Regions from separate parts of the Mus musculus genome. Here region 2 is linked to region 1. A link is a contact called in public HiChIP or PLAC-seq data. All regions are on one chromosome and are shown on one strand. The core of a region is the stretch at or near the end of the contact, and the rest is flanking DNA. Distances in the headings are between cores, read along the strand shown. Region 1 overlaps Agap1 (ArfGAP with GTPase domain, ankyrin repeat and PH domain 1). Region 2 overlaps Agap1 (ArfGAP with GTPase domain, ankyrin repeat and PH domain 1).

Region 1 (6,957 bases), core at 1,311-3,810:
GTATATTTCATAGCCTTGCATTAGTGTCAGTGTGACCAAACACAGCTGACTCTGCAAGCCCCCCACCTTTGAGTGCCACTGTGGTCTGCGCGCGCACGCGCGCGCGCACACACACACACACACACACACACACACACACGTCTTCCTCAGAGAACGATGTTTTTGACCAACAACTTAGTCCATAAATAGATCTGAGAGTATAAAGCTAGCTAGGCCTTGTTCTGCCCAAGCCTTTAAAAGGCCCACTAGGGCTTCAAGAATGAAATGGCATTCTTGGCCTTGCCCCGAAGGCTTTTGAGGATAAGTCATGAAGCAAATAAAGGAAAAAAATGTAGTCACCCAACAGAACACCCGGGCCTTTGTAACGGGCCTGTCTGCACTTCAGCCTCATCTCACCTACTGCCTATAGACTCACTTCTAGGAGACAGCATGGGGCACCACCTGCAGTTCCTTCTGGCTGGCTCCTATCTGTCCTAGGCTTCGGGTGGGGCTCAGGGTCACCTGTGTCCTGACTCTGTGGCCTGTATTATATCCTAGTCGTTAGTAGAGATCACTGGTTCCCTGACTCACGCAGATGGCTCCTGGTGGCTGAGCCAGGGTTGGGCCTGGGGATGCATGTGACTGTGCACTTTGTTTTAAGGGTGACTGCACATACTCACCTAGCAAAGGGTCAAAGTGCTCCGAGACTGTGGTCATGTGATAGAGACAGCATCTCACCCAGGACTTGGGCTTGCAGAGAGTGCCCTGAGGAGCCTGGCTGTTGTGGCACCCTCTGTGGCCTTGAGCGCTACTTGTACCTGTGTGGTGACAAGGACTGAGGTTCTGTAAGGAAGGGACCGTTTGGTAAGGCTGTGTACTCAGGTTGCTGAGGTTGCCATGACTGTCACTGAGGGATCCTCTCTTTGGGACTTGTCATCAGAATTTATGGCACTAAGTAAAGGCCTCAGGAGATCTCAGGTGGAGGAAGTGGCTCACCTGGCAGAGTGCTTTCCTACCAGGCACAGAACCCCGGGTTGGATCTCCTTCAGTTGGATGTGCTGGTGCACATTTGTGGCCTCAGCACTTGGGAGGCCAAAGCAGGAGGATTAGAAGTTCAAGGTTGGCCTTGGCTGCATAACCAGTTTGAGGCAGCTATATATGAAGCTCTGTCTCAGAGAAGAAAAGAGAAGAGGTAGCTTTCCTGTAAGCACACACTTCTTGCTTTAAGAGTATTGGGGATGATTTCTCTCCAGCTAGGGACTACTTGGGTCCATGACTAGAAGTGTAAGAAACTCATTCTGAAGACTGCAAGATGACCTAGGGTTTAACATGGGGTTGGAAATTAGCTTCAGCTAAAGAGCCATTGGGATGAACTGAACTTGGGATCCAAGGGGCAGGCCCAAGTCCCTTGGATCATCAGGGGACTATTTGAGTTAACTGTTCCCCTGGATTCAGCCTGTGCTTTGTTGGGTAGTGCAGGGCAGGGAAGGGCAGGAGAATTTGATTGATAGCTTCATCAGGATTGTAACAGAGGAGAAAAGAGCAGGTTGGTCCTTCAGAGAAAGTTCAAAAGTGCTTCAAAGGCTTGGGCTACAGAGCAGCAGGATCTGTTCATGGTAGACTTCCTTACCGAACTCACAGGGCTCTTCTGTCAGCGGTGAGAGGCTCAACAGAGGCTCCTTCGCACGGTCCCCAAGTCCAGGGTTACAGTGTACTTCTGTTGGAGCTGGGTGGGTTGTTGAGTGCCCCTTAGTAGAGCATTTGGGGCAGGGAGAGTAGAATGCTATATTGGTGACGTTTGACACAGGTGTGTAAAATAATCCTGTGCTCACATTATCTTGAGCTCCTTGTAAATAAAGCTTGGAGGTGACATTCAGAGAGAACTGGGTAAAGGGTGTTGTTGTTGTTGGGGTCCTAATGGAAACGAGCCACCCTTGAGGGAGGGCAAGTGGCTTTTGGGTCTGCCAAGACCAGTTGTAGGGGTGAGTGTGGCTTTTCCAGATGGGTCAGTCTGTGGATCCTGGTGGGTGGTAGGCTGTTCCTAAGCTCAGGTGTGGGCTCTTGCTTATGGGCCCCTCAGGCTGTAGTGCTGTTGAAGTGGGCGTTCCTATTCCCTTGGCTCCTCTTGGCTGAGCTCCTGTCTTCCCTCCCAGACATTTTGGTCACAGTCTGTTGTCTTCCCATCCGTCTAGCACTTGGCATCCTTCTCCCATGCATATCTGGCAGTTAAGTGCTTGTGGAATGAATGTTTCCTGAATATTCTACTGCTCCTTCCACAGAAATAAACACAGCAAACACTGTGGCTGCTCCCCTTCTCAAGCCTTTTAACTGGACTCCAAAGGAAATGACTGTGAATGTCCCCTGTGCCCTAGAGAACAAGTAGTGCTGCCCCAGGCCATTTGCCCACTCTGGAGGTGGGGCAACAGTGGGCTAAGTTGCTGTCTATTCTTAGCTTATGCCCCTAGCCTCTTATCACAGCCAGAAACCCTAGGTGTTGGTCAAGTGGGTGGATGTGTGGATGTGGGTTTCCTTAGGAGGTGTTAGATCTGCTGTTGTGGCAGTTGCCTGGCATGGGGAGCAGAGTGTGCAGCTCTCCTCTGTCAGTGCCTTCATCTGAGGCATCTCTCAAGTCAGCAGGCAGAGCCTGCTGCTGCACAAGGCAGGCAAGAGGCTTTGATTGGCTTTGCAAGGGAAGGATGGCAGGACCTTGGGCTGATTGGTGGGCGATGCTCAAGACACTGGGAAGGCTTGGTGTCTGCATGGTGCATGTGGTGGCCATGGCAAGATGCCACACCAGAGATATCTAGAGATGTGAAAGCATTCCTCGTAGCTCTCAGGCTGGGGGTTCAAGAGCAAGGTGCTGGCAGATGTAGCTTCTCTCTAGGCTGTTTTCCTTGGCTAGCATGTGTCAGCTTCTCACTGTGTCCTGCCAAGGTCATTTCTCTGTGTATAGGTGGTCTGCAGGCATGTGCATGGGTGCTCGATATTTCTCCTTCTCATGTGAACATTGCTTATATCGCTAGGGGTCCCACCATCAACATCATCAATGCTGTTATCTCCATTTCTGCTGACTGTCACTTTCTGGTGTTGGGGCTTCAATATAGGTCTTTGGAGGAGTACACAGTTTAATCTATCCATGTCCTCTCCTTCTCCTCTATCACCCATGTGTGCTTTTTGAGGGTGTGACCTGCAGTAGCTCTGTGGGTTTCCTTATTCACGCACACTGACCCTTTATTGGAAGACCATCTTGTCCTTGGGCCCCAACAGCTGGGGTGGACAGGAGACTCTGGCTTGCTGGTCCCACTCTGGAGAGCATTCCTCACACAGACTTTGTGTGTGTGCAGCTAGTACTGTCAACAGCAGCGATTTGTGTGCTGTGTGACAAAGTTTGTGCTGTTTAGTTTATTAATTGTTTTAGTTTCCAAAGCAATCTAAAGACACCATCCTCAATTTAGAGATGTCAGAATCTGAGGCTGAGTGCTGGTTCATCTCATGTCCTCTGGGTGCAATATGGCTGATAAAGGGAATGCAGTTTTATACAGCGAGGTACTTGTGCTTAAACCAGCTGGTCACGTCGTATCTGTAGTTAGGAAGCGGAGGGTGAGGAAACACTGTGATCAGCTTGCTTTAGTGTTTTTATTGAATCAGGGACCCCAGCTGATAGTGTGGTACCACCTAAACGTAGGGATCTCCCTTGCAGCTTAGGTTCTACCTGCACATGTAGCTCTGTGAGGCTTCAGCAGGTTGGATGGTGTTGGAGATGGACGTGATGTGCAGATGGTGGGAGAGAGAAGCGAGAAAGCTGAGGCTAAGAGAGCCGACGGGTGACACCGAGGAGCCATAGCTGGGGGGAAGGAGGCCTGCTATGAGGAAGGGCCAGTTTTAGGGTGAGTAGGAGGGTGCCTGGTGTATCTGGGCCCCTGAGATTGCAGACATGGAGGAAGTGGGAGACACCGTGAACCCCTGTGCTGTAGAATGCTATCCTCCAAGCTTAATAGTCTTGGTCAGAGCATTTGTGAGTGCTGTACAGAACCTTCAGGGCTTGTTGGTTGTTGGCCTTTCCTCCCAGAAGGAAGTGTGTGGAGATGGCCATTGGACTCTCACCCTGCCTCACTCTGTCCAGCACATCCTAACATCTGTATTTAATCCCGTCTCAATCGCTCATGGTGGCATGGGCTTGGGAGGTGATAGGCTGAGAGGCAAACTGAGCTGGGGACCCCATCTGTGTATATATGGGAGTGTCTTTATCCACACTGGAGTGAGACTTAACCTTGGTATAGTTGTTTTGGGGCTACCCATGTGCTTTATAAGTAAGTCTAGGTTGGACTTTGATGGAATCATACTTGCTTAGAATCTTACATTGGTGCTTTGTAACAAGGGGGAAACCCAGGACAGAATTCCCAGAATACCCCATGGAAGCCTGCTGTTCCTGGCCGCAAGGAGAGGGTGTGAATGAAGAGAGAAGGCAGAGAGAGCTTTGGAGCGAGTGAGCATGGAAATGGCAGAATGGGGACACAAGCCAGTGGAGGAGGAGGAGGAAGAGGAGGAGAAGGAGGAGGAGGAGGAGAGGCGGTGGCATTTGAGCCTGCTCCTGTTGTCTCTGTAGAGCGCATGGAGGTGCAGGCGAGGCTTGGTGCTGGCATTTAAGGCCATGTCTTTCCTGTGTTGCTCTAGACTGTCTTGTGTCCCTGGGCAGCTGGTGGGCGGGGGCGGGGCAGGGTGGATTGTTCTGCTTACATTTGGGATTGGTGGCTGGCATGGAGATGGCATGGGTGTGTTCATCTGCTTGGACTGCGTAGCCGTGACTTAACAGTCACTGGCTTCTCCTTCCGGTTAGGGGGTGCGGGGATCAAAGGTCAGGCTGCTGGCAGAGGCAGTTCCTTGGGCGGACTCCTTTCTGGACCTTGCCTCCTTGCTGTGTCTTTAAGTGGCAGGGAGAGGGAGGGAGAGCAAGTGTGGTCCTTGTTTCTTCCATGGGCCATCCTCTCATGGCTTCCCATAAACACGGTCACTTCCCGAAGCCCTGCTAATATCACCCGGGGCTTAGGGCTGAGTGTGTGGCCCCTGGTGGACACTGAAGTATCCGGTGTCTCTTCTGTCACTGGTGTCTCAGGGGAGTAGTCACAGGTGGCCTTTGTCTTCCCTGTGCACTTCTGGCCATCTTACACTTTTGGAGCCTCTTGGTAGTTGATGTATTGGGGGAAGGGAGGCTTTGTCAATAGGGTGACTCCTGGTGGCTGAGACAGATTGCCCTCCGTGAATAGAAGCCACCTACCACAGCTCCTTGATTAGACTCTCTGCTGTCCCCATGTTCTCAGCCCCCCTGCGCCCCATCCCCAACCCTCACTGTGAATTCACTTGGGAATTGTTCTGCTCTAACAAGTGACAGAAGGTTAGGGTTCAGGATAAAGAACTGTCCTTAGGGAGGCCTCACACGAGTGTTCATTGTTCAGGCAGGATGGAGGTTTTTTTTTTTTTTTTTTTTTTTTACTTAAAGACGACAGTTGATTAAACTGGCTTAGAGTTCACTGTGTAGGCCAGGATGGCCTTGAACTCCTGTCTTAGTGGCGCCTCCTAAGTGCTGTATTGTATTGCTATGCTACCACACCTGGAATTGAATGCTGTATACCCTGTACTGAATGCTGTATACCCTGTACTGAGTGCTGTATACCCTGGCCAGGGCTTACAGGTTATTCTTGGTTCTCCCCGCTGTTCAGTGACATCGAGGAGAGCTGTTTGCTCTGAGCTTGAGGTGAGGGTTATGGGGTGCGAGTCATACCGTAGGAGTTTCATTGTCTGCTCAGTTAGCACAGTCACTTGGCGTGGACAGCGCCACAGTCCCTTGATACCCAATTGAACTTGGGTATCCGCAGTGAGAGCAGCAGATCCTGTGTCCAGCATGAGTATTGCTGGGTGTGGCACAGATGGACCTGCTTACGGCCCTGTGAGCTGGGGTTGCAGGTGGGCTGCCACACTCACCCGGCCTTTGGATCTAGGGATCCGAGTTCTGGTTCTCATGCTCTTTACCCACTAAACCATCCCACTGACTCGGATTCTTGGATATTGCTGGCCAAGGAGTTATTGAATTCTGGAGAAACCCTGTATGTAAGATGTCTTCATTGCAAAATAGGATTTTTCATTAAAAATATCTGTCATACATTTCCTCTTGGTTTGCAGAATGTGAATGCCACCTTAAAATGCCAGGGTTAAATTTCTTACAGTTAGTAGATGAGACAGGCAGGGTTTTGGCAAAGAAATGGAGATTGACTACCTTCATGTGCCGCACCCCTCATCCCCGTGGTGGTTTAATATTACATCTGTATTTATGTCAGTGCCTGTTTTGGGAAGTCATGATAGATAATGATGTGACAGTAAGCAAGTGTCTCTGATACGAGAGGGCTGCTGTGTAATGCAGGTGGGTGGTGGTGGTTACAGCCAATGGCTGGGCAGGCCTGGGTTCTCTTGGTGTGCTGAGCCAGGGCCCTGACTGCTTGGTCTTCATCCTGCGACTTTCCTGGAAGGAGGATGTGGGAGGGCTTTGGGGTGCCTCTGGTGTGCTGGGCCTCCTGCCCCGGGAAGGCCAAGGGTGGCTCAAGCCTCTGCTTCTACTTCATGCTCATTAACTTGGAGTCTGTGAATTCAGTCCCTGTCTTTGAATGGAGGGAGAATCATTTGGAGAAGTGTAAGCCTCTTGAAAACCTGCAGCATACAAAGATTTAATGAGCCTTCTGTGAGCAGCGTTTGAAGAAGGAAATAAAAACCCTTGTCTTGCAGGCAGTAGGAATGTACAAGGTGACCATGTTAATGAAGAGGTGAGTGATGGGGTATCCTGGAACAGGCATGGCCAGCCAGACGGTTGATATTGGGGTCACCTGTTGCCTCTTTAGGCTGAGTTTTGATAACTGTCCCCCTTTCATTGATGGGTGGAGCGAAGGAACTAATGGGGGTGTGTGTGTGTCTCATTTTGGGAAGCATTGA
Region 2 (6,957 bases), core at 2,223-4,722, 140 kb after region 1:
TAAGAAAAGATTCTGGTCAGCTAGTCTCGGGGAACACAGTAGTGAGGTGTGCCTCACTGTTGGCTCCTGAACTGCTGGTGATGGAGGTAGAACCAAGCCTGTGTTGTAGCCACAGAGGGACAAGTGTTCTTTGAGAGTTTAAACAATGGGCCTGTGCAGTGCATTTCATCTTCCCGTCACTCTCCGAGTGTGGTGCAGACCAGAGTTGGACAGCACTGTGTACATATACCCCAATCCTGCCTCACACAGGCGACTCCTTAACTTCTACGGCTCCACAGAGCCTAGGTGGAAGCCTCTGCTCTTTCCTGGACATACTCCCCTTCCTGGTCCATACAAGGACGTGTGTCCTTGTCAGAGCTACTGTGGGTGTAGGCCACAATATCCAAGGAGCACGGGGCCCAACACTGTGTGTGTGTAATCTCAGCACAGAGCCCCATACTGACAGCAGCCTACGTTGCTTGGCTGTAATGAGTTTGTGTAATTGATTTATCTGTGATTGGTCCAGACCAGAAAAGGAAACCAGACATTGCTAGTAGTGCTCTCCTGCCTCTGCCCGTGGAGATTTCCAGGGTGCACCATGTGAGGACTCTTAGGTGGGACCTAGGCAGAGACACTTGGCGTGTGTGCTGCTGCGCCTGAGGCTGGCCTGTCCCTGTGGCCGTGGGGTCAGCATATCTGGCCAGCAGTTTCTGGCTTTTTGAGTCCCCCACCCCCACTGCTTATTGATAAGCATTTAAATTTTAAAAAATCTAACACCATGAAAAATAGGAGACAAACTGATGAAACACAGCAGTTGTTTTTCAAGGGCCCAATGGGCAAACCAGCTGTGCTGAAAGGACAGTGCGTGCGGTCACTGGGGAGGGCGCGTGACGACAGAACCAGTCCACACTGCTCCTGCCCTTCACACGCTGATAGGAAGATGCCTTAGGTTGCATGAAGTAAAGTTTGAATAGAACAGGACTCCTAAAGAATTGTCCCCACCCAAGAAGTGACAGTGACATAGTACATGCTTTGGAGATGAGGTGGGGACTTTGTAGCTAGGAGTCCCCAGACTTCCTCTTGGCTTTGGAACTGACTTAGATTTTGGTAAACGTGATCTGTAGGAACCCTCTATACTTGGCCCTCATGTCCCATCAGGATTATTGGCTTCTTCAACAATGCCGGCAGCTTGGGGCCCGTACACCAGCGTCTAGAGTGCATAGACCTTATTCCAAAATGTTTCAGATGCAGGCTGGTCCTGGAGGAAGCGAGGTCTGGCAGGCTTGGGCTGAGCCTGAGGCCCGGTAGCTCCAGCCTCAGAAAGAGGGCACAAGGACACCTTGCCTTGCCAGCTCTGAACAGGAGGCTAGTGTGCTGGTGGTGCTCCCCAGCCTGAGGTGTGGGTCCTCTCAGTGGAGAGTCCCTTTCAGGAGGAGCAAAAGCCTTGAGGCAGAACCTAATGTATTCCTTCTAGTAAACAAATTACATGGGATTGCAACACAAATGATGCCCCAGAGACTGAGGACAGACGGAGTGACCTTCAGAGCAGTAAGTGTGTGTTTATCTACAGTATGAGTATTCAGAGTGCAGACTAGCATGTGACTCAGTGGCAGGGCCTTGGCTAGCTGAAGCCTTCCCTGGGTTTAGTCCCTGGCATGGGAGGGAGAACCCAGTAGTAACCTTTAAATAGTGGTTACCTGGACCTGAATTGTTGCTGCCTATGAGCTATGAAGAGGTTTTTACAATGAAATAAAAATAAACATTGACAGAGCCTAAAGTACTCTGGCCCTTTATGGAAATAGCTTCTTAACCTTCTCCAGCATAGTCAGGCACAGCTCAGTGACAGGGGCCATCTGAGAAATGGCCTCTAGGCCATATCATAGACACGAGGACATCACTAGATGTCTCAGCAAAGCCTAGGAGAGCAGTGGTGTCGCCTGTACATATAAACTGGGCTTTCAGGCTCCAGCGTCTGCTGCCCTTGGCAAGCTCTGCTACATTCAAGTGTAAAGCATTGGTGCGTAGTGTCTTGGGTTTTGTTTTCTCGTCCTCTGGGGTTGGTTCACTGCTGCCTCCCCTCCTCCCCTCACTCCTCCCCTATTGATCCCTCCCCTGTTGGGATATTTGCCCAATATCTTGTCCTTATGATTTCTGCTTCTCCAATGATGGGCATCTCTGTCCCATCGTTGTCTTGGAGACAAGGGTTGTATTGGCTCTTTTTTCTTTTTGGTCGGGGGAGTATCTGTATCATTTATGGTTATCCACACTGACCTGGGCTCTGAGGCTGTAGTGCCAGTTCCTCAGAAAATGACCTTCTGTGGACCGCTCTCATTTGCCTCATCAGCTGCAAGGGCAGAGGGCACAGAGCCCTGAGGAACCTCACGATGAGTGACCATCACCAGCCTGACAGTCATAATGTTCTGGCTACCTCTGTTTGCCTCCCCAGGAAGGTAACTCTCTCTGGGTTAGAGACCAGGGGACCTGCCGCCCCTGTGCATCTGCTGAAGGCCCTCCTCCAGCATCCATCGTGTGTCCTGAGGCACAGAGCAGCACTTCCTCTTCCTGAGATTGCTGTGGGCACAGGCCTTGCTTCTGCAGATGGAAGCCTCTCACATTCTAGAAGCCAGCTGTGGGAGAGGGCTCTGTTTTTTCAGTGGGGCCTCAGGTTGTTTCACAGCCTTGCCCTGTGCCGCTCCTTCTCATGCCGCCCCTCCCCTCCCCTCCCCTCCCCTCCCCTCCCCTCCCCTCCCCCTCCCCCTCCCCCTCCCCTCCCCCCAGGAATGGAGGAGTCAGTTCTGGCCCCATTGTGTTCTGATGGGCCAGCCCAGCTTATAACTGAGGTGTCCCTTCTCAATTTCTTTCTTCTGACAGGGACTTGAGTTAAGGGAGGCCACCTTGGGTCACCCTCCTCCCTAGTGACCCACCCACAGAGACCTTGACAGAGTGTGGTTGGCTCCTCACTCACTCTTAGCACACTGCTCTGGGCGGTTTTTTTATTTCCCACCATAAGCTCAAAATGCATGGCAAAGGAAATCTGTTTTGGTTAAGTTTTATAAACGACTATGTTACCAATAACCTCGGCTCCCACTGTAAAAATACTATGTGGTCCAAAATTCCTTTCAAATATCACAATACTAAACTTTTCCAGAGCCCCAATCTCATAAAGTACTGGCTTAAATATTTTTGTCATAGTTTAAAAGCCGCATTAATTTTTAAAGGAGTTTGGCACATTTGTGATTAAGTTTATATTCCCTTAGGGAGAACAGAAAAGGCCTGCAGCCCACAGTGTCTCTCAGTCCCCTTTGCTTTAGATAATAAGGCGACCACATTTGCAGGGACTTGTCCTGCACCACCATGAAGCTAAGGGGAAAAGGCTGATCTCACGAACCATCTACTTAGAAGCGGCAAGAAGAGACCTGGTACCATCCCTGCTCTTTCCTCTTGCCAGGGTTTAGGCTCTGGGCCAGCTGGCACCTGCTGCAAGGGCCACTGGGTTAGGCTCAGGGGTGAGACTGAGCTCGCCTCTTGGCAGTGGCCCCACAAAGGCAGCTCCAGCTCGGTATAACTCTAGGCCCTTCCTTGTGCATGCCAAATCAGAGATGGGCACAACCACAAGAAGGCCTGATGGTTTCAGCAGAGGTCTGTGGTCTCGGCAGCACAGCGATGGTTTAGAGTGGCAGCCCCCCGAGCTGGGGCTTAGTGGGAGAAGGCTTACTTGGCTCCCTGCATCCTCTGTGTCAGCTCCAAGACTGAGGAGAATGTCACTTTGCAGACAGGGTCACATTAGGGTCATGTGGGACTTGGTGTTCACATGGAAGAGGACGGTTCGAGGACCAGGAGCTCTGGCTTTCTTTCCTACAGGCCCGTGGGAGGGCAGGGGTTTCTCTGTCCCTTAGTGTCTTAAGGGCTTCCCAAAGGCTCTGGGCTGGTCTCTGATGCTTGTGTCACAAGGCACTTGTGGGGAATAACTCAAGTGGTGCTTGTCCATGTCACTGTGAGAGGGCTCTTGTCATTGTCCTCAGTCTTCCTTGCTTGGACAACTGTTATAGATACAACTAATAGCTTTCAGTGCAAGTATTGGGAATGATGAAACAGGCAGACATCTGTGGCCTTACTTACGCCAGGCCATTCCTATTTTTGGACTCGGAAAATTCCATTTAACTGTTATTTTACCCCTTAAAGCAGAACTGGACAGAGATGGGACCCTGGCCCAGCATGCGAGAGGAATAAACCGTGGCAGCTCCTCCCAGTGTGAGCTGAAACAGAAGGAAGCCAGTTATCTGGCATGTGGTGTCCCAGATTTAGAGCTGGTTCCTACAGTGAGAGTCTCAGAATAGTCACCTTGAAATTGGCTGAGGTTGGATGGTGAGAAACACCCCTAATCAGACCTTTAAAGTATGCTCTACAGCCAGAGAACACAGCTGCGCTCTTCTTTAGCAGCACGCTATGCCTTCACTGAACAGTTCTTTCTGACGTGCTGGCCATATGTGTTGCTGAGCAGAAGTTTGTCTTTCCTCGGCCCTGGCTTGGGGGAGAAGTCAGGATGCTGGGGAGTGGGTGTTAGTGGTAAAGTGCTTGTCACAGAAGCAGGAGAAGCAGGAGGACGTGAGCTCAGTCCCCAGAACTCACTCGTTTCCGTTGTTTTAAAGCCAGCTATAGTAATGCATGCTTATAACCTTTGTATAAGAGAGGGCCAGGCGACTCTCTGAGCCTGGCTCACTAATAGTTTAGCCTGGTAAGCTCTAGGGCAGCAAGTATTGCTGTCTCAAAAAGCAGGGTGTAGGGCCACAGAGCATCAGCACCCAGGCTGACTTCTGGCAGGTACACACGTGTGCACCTACGCACATGTGCATGTACACACACACACACACACACACACACACACACACACACGTATACACACACGACAAAAGATCCAGGGCTGCACAAAGGCAGCAGAAGCTGGAAGGTACATGTTGGAGATGAGCAGAGACTTGAAGTTGAGTTAACTCCATGCTTGGTTCTCAGAGGAGGTGAGCACACAGCGCTGTTGTCCAGATTCCGTTCAGGAAGTTACCATGGGCCACTGCACTCAGCATGATGCAAAGGGAGCCTTGTAGCTGGGGAAGGGTTACTACGAACAGGGAAAGGACTGCATTTCCCAGCATGGGAAGGAAGATATTTCTCCAATTGCAGAGTCTTGCCAATCAGCATCTTACAATGGGACAAAGGTACAGCCATCTCAGTCTGTTACCAGTCTGGGGGCAACAGTATGGGGCTCTGAGTAAGAGGACGACCCCCCTTCAACAGCACCCCAGAACCTGCACACACACAAGAGGTAAGCTAGGCATGGGTCAGACATCCATCAGAGAGGTCAGGTGTATATGTGACACCTTTTGCAATTTAATGATAGGTAGTCATAACCAATAGTCAGAGAAGTTCACAGTTGTTCTCGGGCTAGAAATGGATGGCTGGATGTGGTAGACCTCTGAGAGAATGACTTAGATTTGGATATTAAATAGACACTTTAAATCTAGATTGACCAGTTATGTGTATGTTAGCAGCACACACACCAACATTGAAATAGCAGAGAATACTCACATGACAAACAAGGCATTCGGATTCCATTAAAAAAAAACACATTAAAAATGAAAATTGAATTTGGTTATCTTCTGGAATTTTTGGTAGAAAACAGGACCTAATGGCCAAGATAAGATGGCAGATTTGAATTCAGAAGTAGAGTGGGCATCTTTACTTCAAAAACCCAACAATCCAAAGTATCCCAGAATCCACAGTAGTTTGGATTCTCAGAAAGTGTCAGATGTTCAAGTGAAGGGTGTTTGGCTGGTGGTAGTCCCAGACTCGGGCTCTTGTGAACTCATTCCTGTTCCTGGCATTTCGAATGCGGGACCCCGACCTCAGAGTAGAGGTTCTAGAGAGGCACCCCCGTCCTGACAAGGACAGTTCCCTCTTTGGGTGACCATGGAGGACACGTATCAGTGTGTTATTTTGGTGGCCTGGATTCTCAGGACCCGGGTGTGCCTGTTGCACAGAGCGACTGAGTGGTGATAGCATCCCATTCAATCCTGGACTGCTTCCTCCCAGCCTGCATTCCCAGGTTCCTGGCTGGGTTTTAATCTCCTGATATTACACGTCTGGGTTCAGGGAACCTCCCTGTATTTGTTTCCCAATTTGGCCGAAATTCTGAACCCATGGGTGTTCTCAGTAATGATGAAGTGTTGAAATAGGAGTCACGTTTTCTGTATCTGGGATGTCAGCGATATCAGAGTTTGCAGAGGCCTTTGAGGTGGAAGGAGGCACCTTCTTCTGTCTGGAAGTGGTGTGGATGCAGCTGAGAGCCCTTGGGGTCATGATACCTAGAAACCTAGCTGCCTTCTGTAAAGCTGGGGAAGGCCTGTGAGGGTTTGGTGTGATTCCGCTACCTAGAAACATCTCTTATGGTCAGGTCCAAGCGACTAGACAGGAACTCTTTGTCAGCAGCCTGCCGGAGGGACGGTCACTGCACAGCGTGCATGATTGTATCTGGAGAGGGGGAGCGAGGTGACTGGCACTTGTGGACAGCCAGGGCTGCTGCTGCGACCAGACTGTCCAGAGCAAGACAGAGAAGCCTCATGTATGTTCACCCTTGGAGGTTTCCACTGTGGCCACTGGGCAGGGGCTGCTGGGATGAGGAGAGGGACGAAGTACAGTTTGCCCCACCTCTGCAGGGATTCAACCTGGAAAAACAGACCTGTGCCCTATGGAACGCCTTCTCCTGTGACCACAGAGCTTCAGGGGCACGCCTTAGACCTGCCTGCCTGCTGCTGTGACCCTCAGAGATGGTTTCTCTGGCGGTTGGGCTCTTGCATCACTCTGGTGATGATGGTGATGATGTCATCCATCAGATCATGAAAGCTACATCTCAGAGGACCATGGGGAAGATTTTCAAACTCCACACAGACTCTGCTTTCCCCAGACCCTGGGGACTGTGTCCATCTG

Evidence for each region. HiChIP or PLAC-seq counts read pairs in DNA pulled down with a chosen protein or histone mark.
Region 2: an H3K27ac HiChIP or PLAC-seq map of heart atrium shows a contact between it and region 1, with 5 read pairs. The contact joins two enhancer-like sites. A contact is called at or near these places in 8 of 484 Hi-C or Micro-C datasets (embryonic fibroblasts, forebrain, frontal cortex and 5 more) and 1 of 115 datasets of contacts at active chromatin or transcription factors (heart atrium).

Annotation. Positions count from the first base shown.
Region 1 is chr1:89,476,596-89,483,552 of GRCm38.p6, forward strand. All of the region lies in intron 1 of Agap1 (ArfGAP with GTPase domain, ankyrin repeat and PH domain 1), which reads left to right. Among named protein-coding and RNA genes, the nearest start is that of Agap1, 25 kb to the left of the region's middle. Within about 2 kb of position 2,561, at least 9 of the 459 cell types and tissues checked have an H3K27ac peak or open chromatin away from gene starts, as enhancers often do. A contact at or near this core is called in heart atrium, where this site is marked.
Region 2 is chr1:89,618,684-89,625,640 of GRCm38.p6, forward strand. The region is part of intron 3 of Agap1 (ArfGAP with GTPase domain, ankyrin repeat and PH domain 1); the gene reads left to right. Among named protein-coding and RNA genes, the nearest start is that of Gm41914, 41 kb to the left of the region's middle. Within about 2 kb of position 3,473, at least 42 of the 459 cell types and tissues checked have an H3K27ac peak or open chromatin away from gene starts, as enhancers often do. A contact at or near this core is called in heart atrium, where this site is marked.